Regions from separate parts of the Gasterosteus aculeatus genome. Here region 1 is linked to region 2. A link is a contact called in public Hi-C data. All regions are on one chromosome and are shown on one strand. Each heading gives the region's core, a stretch centred on a gene start, on an enhancer-like site or on the middle of the called end of the contact. The rest is flanking DNA. Distances are from core to core; before and after follow the strand shown. Region 1 holds the start of LOC120811897. Region 2 has its middle 17 kb from the start of pex2.

Region 1 (4,758 bases), core at 1,785-4,284, 58 kb after region 2:
AAATATATATATATATATATATATATATATACTTAAATCATAACTTTCCTCTTTTCCAACAAGCCAAATCTTACGCAATACGCAACTTTAATTAAGACGCCACTGAATATTCAGTACCGGTGTTTATAATATCTATTTCTTTGTAATTCTTTGTAACTGTATTTACGATCTATTACATAAGAAATACCAGCATGAATCGTACAGTAAAACAGTTGCAGTTGATGAATTTTAGGAGCCATGATTGCTTTAACTCGGCTTAGCCTTAATGGTTAGAATGTTTTAAATGAGAAGAAAATCTGCTCTTTTGCTTCATGATCATTTTTCATCTCACATCCTCTCTTAATGGATTAAAATAAGAGGACCAACTTTTGCCCACTAATTTAATGTGCTCGACTTGGCTGAAGCACTGAAATTCCCACCTTATTGTCTCAGTTTTGTGGAACTTATTTAATTTCCCAACGGTCGCACAAAAATTTGGGCAATATCCAGATGAAAGCTTCATTCTAATTCAGTGTCGCCCCATTGCTTATAATTGTAACCATCCATTAGCCGCGCTGTAGATGAGTTAACTGCATTAAAGAGCAGCTTTAGCTCGCCGCCACAATAGGCCGCATGATGATGTATATACTGCATAGTGTGGTTCAGATCCACATTGTGTGTCGTCACAATCCGTAAATGAACATTGCATGTGCGTGTGTGTGTGTGTGTGTGTGTATTGGGTGTCTATGGAGCCTCCTCACTAATGTAACACAGGGCTCTTTCAGCACGGTGCTAATGAATAGGGGCTTTGATATGACTCGGGGTTCTGACCCACAGGCCCACACACACTGACAACCACGCACGGGGTGAGGAGTTCAACCACCGCGTCTCTTTTTTTTTTACCCACAACAGCTCCGACGCTAATGCATGAAAAGTAATGCGCAGCAAAAGTTGTTTGTAGTTTTCAAGCCAGTGACGTGCACGTGTTTTATTCTCTTAGTGGGAAATGATGATGCCGTAAGTGATGAGTTTAAAATTTCAATGTTCGGGGGTTGATGATGAGAATAATAATGCTCCAACCTTTGTAGTTGGATATTTATGTTGGCTTGTGAAACTGACCAACAAACAACAAGATCGGAGACTAATGGACCTCTCACAAAACATGATGAATGTTTCTTTATTTTGTCTGCCATCAACATTGTTAGACAGACTTCCTACTGTGATCACATGAAACTTTTACTTATCCATTGGTTAGTAGTAGGTACCTTAATGTGAGGTCAAGCTATGTGTCGGGGGGTCAACCATAAGGATCCGTGAACCAGCTCCTAATGTTAATACTTAACAATAAATGAATAATTGATAATATCCACGTACAACATATTGTTAATTGCATGAACAAAGATATCAACTTTGTGTGTTTTACCTGCATTGTTCCAACGAAGGTAAAACACACTGTAGTTGTGGGATATGTATTGTATGTGCACATACAGTGCTGACTTTTTGTGTGCGTGTGCGTGTGTGTGTGTGTGTTAGATGAAAGCGCGAGATGAGCATGGGAGCCACCTGGACCAGGATGTGGTTGGTTTGCGAGCCACACGGGACTCTGTGACGGGAACCTTGGCAATGACGGAGAAACAAAAGCAACAGCTGGTCATTGACAATGCACTGCTCAATGAAAGCAGAGCAAAGTAGGTAACACACACACACACACACACACACACACACCGTCTCTCTGTCTCACAGACACACAGGACGGGAGCTCCTCTTAAATAAGGAACCTTCTCTAAATCAAATCCAGTCAGGTACATCTGGGAATTCTCCTCATTTTTTACTTCCTTCACAGTTAATCATCTGTCCCTTCTTCCCCTCCTCCTCCGCCTTCCCTCTCTCGCCCTCTCTCCATATTTAATAACTCATCGCCACCATCTTAGCCCCGCAGAGAGTTGGCTCTTTGTACAATAAAGAACCATGTTAGTGTGAATATCCTTTAGCCAAGAGGGGGAGGAGGGGTGAAGAGTTGTTTTGTGTTTTTTTTCTTTTGTCCGTTCATTATTTTTTTAATTTATTTATTTTTCAGATAATTCTTCCTTGATTGCGCTCCTTCTCCCTCGCTCCTCCGCCTTGTCCGGTCTCGCCCTCCCCCCAATGTGAACCAATCGTAATGTATGGGAACATTAAACAGTCATACGGATGATGAATGGAACGGCCTTTGGGTTTCTCTCATTGTCCGCTCCCTCTCTTTCTTATCATTCTCTCCCTCTCTCTGTATTCATCTCTCTCTCCTCCTGCCCCTCTAGGTGTATCAGTGTAGACCGCGGCAGCCATGTTTTAGGCCTAGAGTAACCCATTAACTGTGTCCTTGACCGAAACGAGTCATTCATCTGTTACTAGTGTTTTAGCGGACACCGGCTGCCCGGCAGCCAACTAAACAAAGTACATTCAACCATGAAAGCGTGTTAGTTGCTCGACTCGGGGAAACACTTGAAAGACGTACTTGGATCCCGACTTTGTGCCCTTTACTTTTCAATAATATCCCAATTTATCCTTTTACCTCACTGGCATCGTGAGTCTTCTGGAGGTGGCGGCGGATCGAATTCACGCGTGCCGGCGCTCACTTTGCACACTTTGGGTCACAGCGCTGAGTCCGTCTTTCCTCTTCTCCTACTCGTCCAAAGTGTGTGTTTTGTATCGGAGTCCAAATTTAATTTTCTCGTGCGAGGAGCTGCGAGATGCACCGTGAAAATAGACTCAACACAACTGTTTAAGGATTGTTGTTAAACGGCCTCCACCGGCGGCCATTTTGAAACGGGTGTCCTCTCAGGGGGCGTGCGCACACAGAATAGTGCACTTGTCTCCCGTTCGCGTCCCTTGCCTTTCACGATGTGCAGTCAAGCGGTTTTATTGGTCCCGAGTCAAAGCAGTAACCGTAGGGTTCCCCCCGCACGGCACAAAGCCTCGACGTGTTTCCGTTTCACTGCCATGGAGACCGAGTGGACGCGAACGTCCCAAAGTTCCACTTTCCTCTTGCTGTAAAAAGTTCTCCTCCTCAGCTGCAAACCACCGAGTGCTTGTGGAACGACACCCGTGAAACAACACCGGCCCCGGACACGGAAAGAGCAGCAGAGAGTGCAGATCCAAGACCAGTTGCACCGCTCCAACAAAGAGAAGGAGCACGTGCAGCAGGAGCTGATACACGTGCGTCACACACCACTGAAAAGAAGGTAATTGGGTTTTTGATTTGTTTTTTTGTCCTCAAGGTTTTCGTTCCAATACTAAGCTCGAAATTCTTGCAAAGACTTGACACTTGAGGCGGCCGCATCCGACTCCCCCCCGTTGTTGGCCGCGTGTCGTCGGCGGCGATGCGTTATTAGCGAGTTTGTTCGCTCACAAGGTCAGGAAAGCGCTTTGTTACACAAAGCGGAAAACGTTCGGGAAGAAACGGTTGAGCTGAAAATCCCCAATTTCTACAGCATAGGACATAAAATATAATATTCACTTTAATGTAATGCATTGTCTTTTCCCACAATGGGGCTGATAAGAAGGGTTGTATAGGTGAGGGATTCATTTAAATATTCAATTTTCAAATGTAATATTCACTGTGACAGGCATTGTCTCTTTCTACAATGGTGCTGATAACAAGGTTTTAGATAATGGTTAATGGGATGTTCTGATATTTAGAGCCTTATTAAAAACACACTCTTTTGACGGAGACAGACTTGACATATATTTGAATTGTTCTGCCAAAATTAGATCAGTCTGCATGAAAACTCCCAAAATGATCCCATTGTATGCTGCTTGTTGGGCAGCGCGGCGCCTTTTTGTGAAACACCAAACGCATACAGTGTAGAGCTCCGTGGTTTGTGTTCATTAGCCAGGTTGCAAAGATTCGTTTCAGTGAGTCATCTGTGGAAAACAAGGACTTCTCTTTTGTAAAAATCCAATAAAAGGGAAGCCACATGCAAGGGTCAGTTCTCTTCACTGACGCGTTGCGTATTATCTTTAGAATTGCAGTGGTCGTGATTGTGTTGGGTGAGGCTTTTTGTTACAACAGCACAATATGGGATTTACATTTAAAAGAATACCCGTTCTATAGCTCACGCTATATGACAACAAAGGTTTTGTATCCTCATTAAAGGTTTTAGAAAATGTTGTTGCCCTCTTTTTATTCACTCTGCCGTGGAGTGCACATTAATTCAGCTGTCATCCTGCAGGATGGGAAAAATTTCACAGGTGCAACAAATATGAGGGATTGGTCAATTCTTCCTTTGTTCATGCGTGTGTGCAGTTAGCTACAGTATGCTTCGTGTCTGTTTGCGCGTGTGTGTGTGTGTGTGTGTGTGTGAGGTTGTGTCCGTCATGTTTGGATTTGATTAAGTCAACGGATGGACCATTACGTTCTGTCCAGGGATCTGGTTTCTGCTGCACATCTGGTGCTGCTTTACGCACCCAAACTGTTCTTTCTCTGATCTATTACAAGCGCTCTGTCTTTCTCTCTCTCTCATACACACACACACACACACACACACACAAACTCGCACACACAAAGTCACGCGCACAGCTCTGCATGCACTCGTGCACACTTCATTCCATTACTGTATGGACAGTGGTAGCGGTGGAGTGAGGCTGCTTGCTCCCACTCGAATGTACTGTAAGTGAAAGTGAGAGAAGTTTTCCTCTGCAGAGCTAAATGTCCTAACATTATCACAGCTGAACAAATACTGTCAACACACGCTACTTCATCTGCAGTCAACTCGGCTCATTCACTCTCTGCTCTCTGCC
Region 2 (4,340 bases), core at 354-2,853:
AGCAAGCCCTAGCATCACCGCACTAAATACTGGAATTAGTATTCCCCGCATGGGAATTTAATGACGGAGACTGAAAATCCAATCACATTCACTCCCAGTTTAGCCCCTCATGCATTGGGCCTGGACAATGACGAAACGAAAGAACAACAACAGTGATTTGTCTGTCAATATATATTGACCAACATCACATCTGAGGCCACTTGTGTATTGGCGTTACTATGTTGTCATCATTTAACAAAGATAAACAGCTTATAATCCGATGCCCAGTCTGTTTCTGATACAAACCTTTGTCACATTCTGACTCTTCTAGGGGCAATAACAGAAATAAAACAAACCAGAAGATGAGGAAGACATGGCGTGCGTGTGTGTGTGTGTGACACACACGCACACACTCATAGTCTATGTTGTGCGTTGTTTATGTTTATCATCTTTTCAGTTAATAGCATCAGATCCTTTTTAGTTTCTATTATCTTCCAGACTTTGAGTCCATATTTGTTGATAACGCAGAGGACATTTTGAAACACGTCTCTTGATTTTATCTTGTCCTTATTGTTATTACTATTTCCCAACCTGGGTTTATGCCATCAAGGGAACTAAAACACAAGCCATATTTCAGCTTCAGGTTGGTGATTAACGGCACAGACCGGAAATAGACTCCAGCACCTGTGTTCCATCCAGCCCCACAATACCTCATGCACCTGCGATTCATCCACCGAAGCGCTACACCTGAGAAATCAGGGAACCATCGTCCCCCGTGCACAGATACTCAACATGAAATCTTATTATTTATTGCTGGCTCTTTTAGGGGGGTATATGCATCCAAAGCAGAACCTGTTGTTTTTCTGTTAACAGGTGTAATGCAACTTTTTGACTAATCCGACTGATTCTGCAAAACTGGAGGAAATTAGTTGTGTTTTTTTATTAAATGAAGATATAAAAAATGTTTGTGAGGTTGGCTGCACCGCATTAGTGGGGAAGAGGACACAGGAATAGGCAACAAAAGGCACAACGGTAGTAGTGAAGCATCCTTTTAGATGGGAGGTAAAAATGAACTGTGGATTTACAACAAAGGCAATACATACACAACGGCAATCTAATCTTTTTTTTTCCTTATATCAATTCTTTTGGCTTGCTTTTAGGGTTTGTTGCTGCAATGTCTACTTGTTGAGGTACGAAGGATGGAAGCAGGAGTACACCTCTGTCGTCAGTGCGTCGTTGATAAAGGACACAGTCACTGCCGGCATTTCTACGAGACACACAGCCAACTAACACGTTTTTTAAAGTGAAAAAGAAGGCGGAGGAGGTGTTGTGGAGAAGGAAAGGCAGGCCCAGGAGGGAAAACAAAAAGAAAAAGAAGTCGGAGACAGACAGGCCAACAGGCTGATGGAGAACAAGTGTCACGGACACACAGAAAGGGAAAGAAAGAAAGCAAGCAGGTGACACAGAAAGCAAAATGAGCAAGTGATATAAGTGAAGTGAGAGTGAGAGCAGGAAGAGAGAGAGAGAAAAGGAGGGGCGACCTGAGAGAAATCAAACACGGGCTCCGTGCAACAGAGGTGCGTCGGCAAACGAGCATGTTATGGCAGCCCGCTGGGACTTCCCCGGCAGATCGTTTGTGCTGTTTCCCAATCTGTTCTGAGGAGCGGCACAGCCCCACATGGGGACGTGTGAAGGCGTCAAGATGGGATTGCTTAAGACAGATGAAACAAGGTGTTTTTTGATGCCATCTGGAGCGGACAAAAGCCTGATTTCCTGTTTTGCCTGTGACACAAAGGGTGCTGTGTAGTTTGCAGAACCGTTCGAGGCTTTTTGTTGTCAGGGCTGTAAATAACTAAACAAATGAGAGGTTGAAGTTACAGGGGTTTTAGATCCACATGCCAAAAAAAACTGAAAAATACATTTTCTCTTGTTTTTGGCATGTCTCTAACAAACAATCGATATTGCGGTTCTCTCATCCCGTTCTTACATTTTTTTTTCCCCTGTGAAAGCGGCAGGTAAGGTGAATATCCTGGCACGCAATCATTCAAATGGACGGTCACGCTTTTCTTTACATTTGCTGGACCCTTGAAACAATTCCATAGTAACAGAGATCAAAGTGTCAAGCTTCGTAATATTGCTTTACATTTTAAAGGGCGCTGAGCAGCCGGGCCGAGGTTTTTACAAGGCACGCCGAGTCGTTGGGGAAATAAGGGAGCAATGGAGGAGGGAATGAAGAAATTTTAGGGGGTGATGGGATACATCTCACTCTTTGTTAACGTACGCATACACACACTTTCGAACTGAAATCATACCATGTGCAGCGGAAGAGCAGGCGGTGAGGAAATAGAAGCTAAATATAAAGTGACACGCCGCATTCCCCAGGTCATTCACAGGCCCTGCACCAAATCACAGTGCTCCACAACCCGTCGTTTATCACACACACACACACACACACACACACACAAGCCAGAGTCTCACAAAGAACATGATAAAAGCAGCCAAATAAGTATGCCTTGTAAGTTAGGGAAGCACTGATGAAGGGAAGAAGGGATGCATTCATTCTCGCGGCCCTCTTTGTGTATCAACTCAGCATCCTGGCAGGAACATTTGTAACGAAAAGCTTTTTTAATGTTTAAATGAAAATTTTAATGAGGCGCTGTATTGCTTTTCCGTTTTGAGTCTTTAAGAGCCCTCTTAATCATTAAAACTTGCGCCGTCTTTGATTTCAAGGTCATTGGAAGAAATAAGGCAGCCATAAGTGGCCCTCGGACCGAAAAGTGGCCTACATGCCAAAGACCGCAAATGAATGTGGCTTAATGCTTTTTAATTTGCATTCATCTTTAAAAACACAGAAGAGCCATCTCTAAGTTATAATAGGCTGAGATTGCAGTTGGAGCTCCTCTAGTCATTAGTAGCAATTCAGCTGCTCCAAAACAAAGGCCTTTCCCGTCTTGTTTTAACTTAAGCCCATTACCACAAATATACATTATCTTGCTGTCCGTTGCCTGTTTGTCTGCATCAAATATTCCCGTCTGTCTACGTCTCTGCGCGCCCACGTATGTTCACAAGGATTGCACGAAGTCACTTCCTTTTTCCCCGTCCGTGGGCATGAACACATGCAACACGGCTACTCGGCGCGCACACATGCATGAGGACAAAAAGATGCTAGAAACGACGTGCATTGTTTGTTTAATCACGTGTTACGAGATGACTCTGTAATTATGTTGTCATCCGCCCGCTTCAACATGCCATAACTGGGCCGCCACAGCATGCCTTGCTCCTCGCTCCTAATTCCACACTTTAATGGGCAAAAGCCCAAGAAGAAAAAAAGGAGTTTACATAAAGGCTGTTTGTCAGGCACTATGCGTCAACTCCTAGCGCACACAGGGCAACGGAGCAAGGTTTTTTTTGTACGCACCGCATTGAAGTGATGAGACAGCAAATAACAGTGTGTCCTATCAAACACTGCACCGTGGGTCTTTTTTCTATTTTATTTCATCCCCCCCCCCCCCCCCCCCCCCCCCACCCTTCCTTTTCAATTTTGCCTTACGTTTCCTTCCCTTCTCTGTTCAATTTCCTCACCATTCTTTTGCTTCTGTCTTTATCTTCCCCTATTCTGTGTATGTGTCCTGTCCTTTTTTCTCTATTCCCCATTTCTCTCTCTCTCTCTCTCTCTCTCTGCCAGGATAGGTGGTGTGTGTCTGTGAAAAAAACTGAACATCTCCAGTGAAATTGGTTTTCTGTGGAGAAACTGATGGATCACTCTGTGTTCCTGACAGGAGTAGGGGATTGTTTATGCCATACGGACCAATACATGTTTACACACATACATGCGCATGGGTGGGAGGACAAGCGTGTTGTTGTTTATGCTGAAGCAGAATTAATTTTCTTGAGCTGTACATTGCTATTTATGGGGGAAATACACTTTTAAGCTGCAGGAGATGTAATCTAGATTGTAGCATTCCCAACAATGAATTATGGTTTTGAAGGCAACAGCTGCAGCAGCCTTCCTTTCAGCTGTCATTTCCCCCGCACACACACACACCCGCGGATTAGTAGCAAAATGTTACTAGTTTTAAAAGGCAAATGACTCCACATGCTCAGAAAATCAGCCACATCTAACTGTGAACTAGTTAAAACAAAGGAATTACTCCCATTTTCTGCCTGAACAGTGCTAGTATTCTTTTTTCTTTAACGCCAGCAACCTCTATTAGAAGAGGTGAGAAATGATTCCATTACCAGCAATCTCTCCTCCTCCTCTTCTCCCACACACACACACTCACACACACACACACTCGTGTAGTACTACACACACCCCCCCCTTGAATGATGGGGGAGAAGCTTGCTTTCATTATTATTCC

Evidence for each region. A called contact is a pair of places that touch in the nucleus more often than the background predicts.
Region 1: a contact with region 2 is called in a Hi-C map of skeletal muscle, with 1.8 times the contacts expected there. The contact joins the promoter of LOC120811897 here to the enhancer-like site in region 2. A contact is called at or near these places in 2 of 6 Hi-C or Micro-C datasets (both in skeletal muscle).

Annotation. Positions count from the first base shown.
Region 1 is chr21:12,534,990-12,539,747 of fGasAcu3.hap1.1, forward strand. LOC120811897 reads left to right here and starts at 3,035. Exons shown (of 18, transcript XM_078095805.1): 1 at 3,035-3,200. LOC144389991 (a long non-coding RNA gene) reads left to right here. Exons shown (of 8, transcript XR_013454037.1): 8 at 1,513-1,650.
Region 2 is chr21:12,478,533-12,482,872 of fGasAcu3.hap1.1, forward strand. No RefSeq gene overlaps it. Among protein-coding and RNA genes, the nearest start is that of pex2, 17 kb to the right of the region's middle. Within about 2 kb of position 1,604, at least 3 of the 9 cell types and tissues checked have open chromatin away from gene starts, as enhancers often do.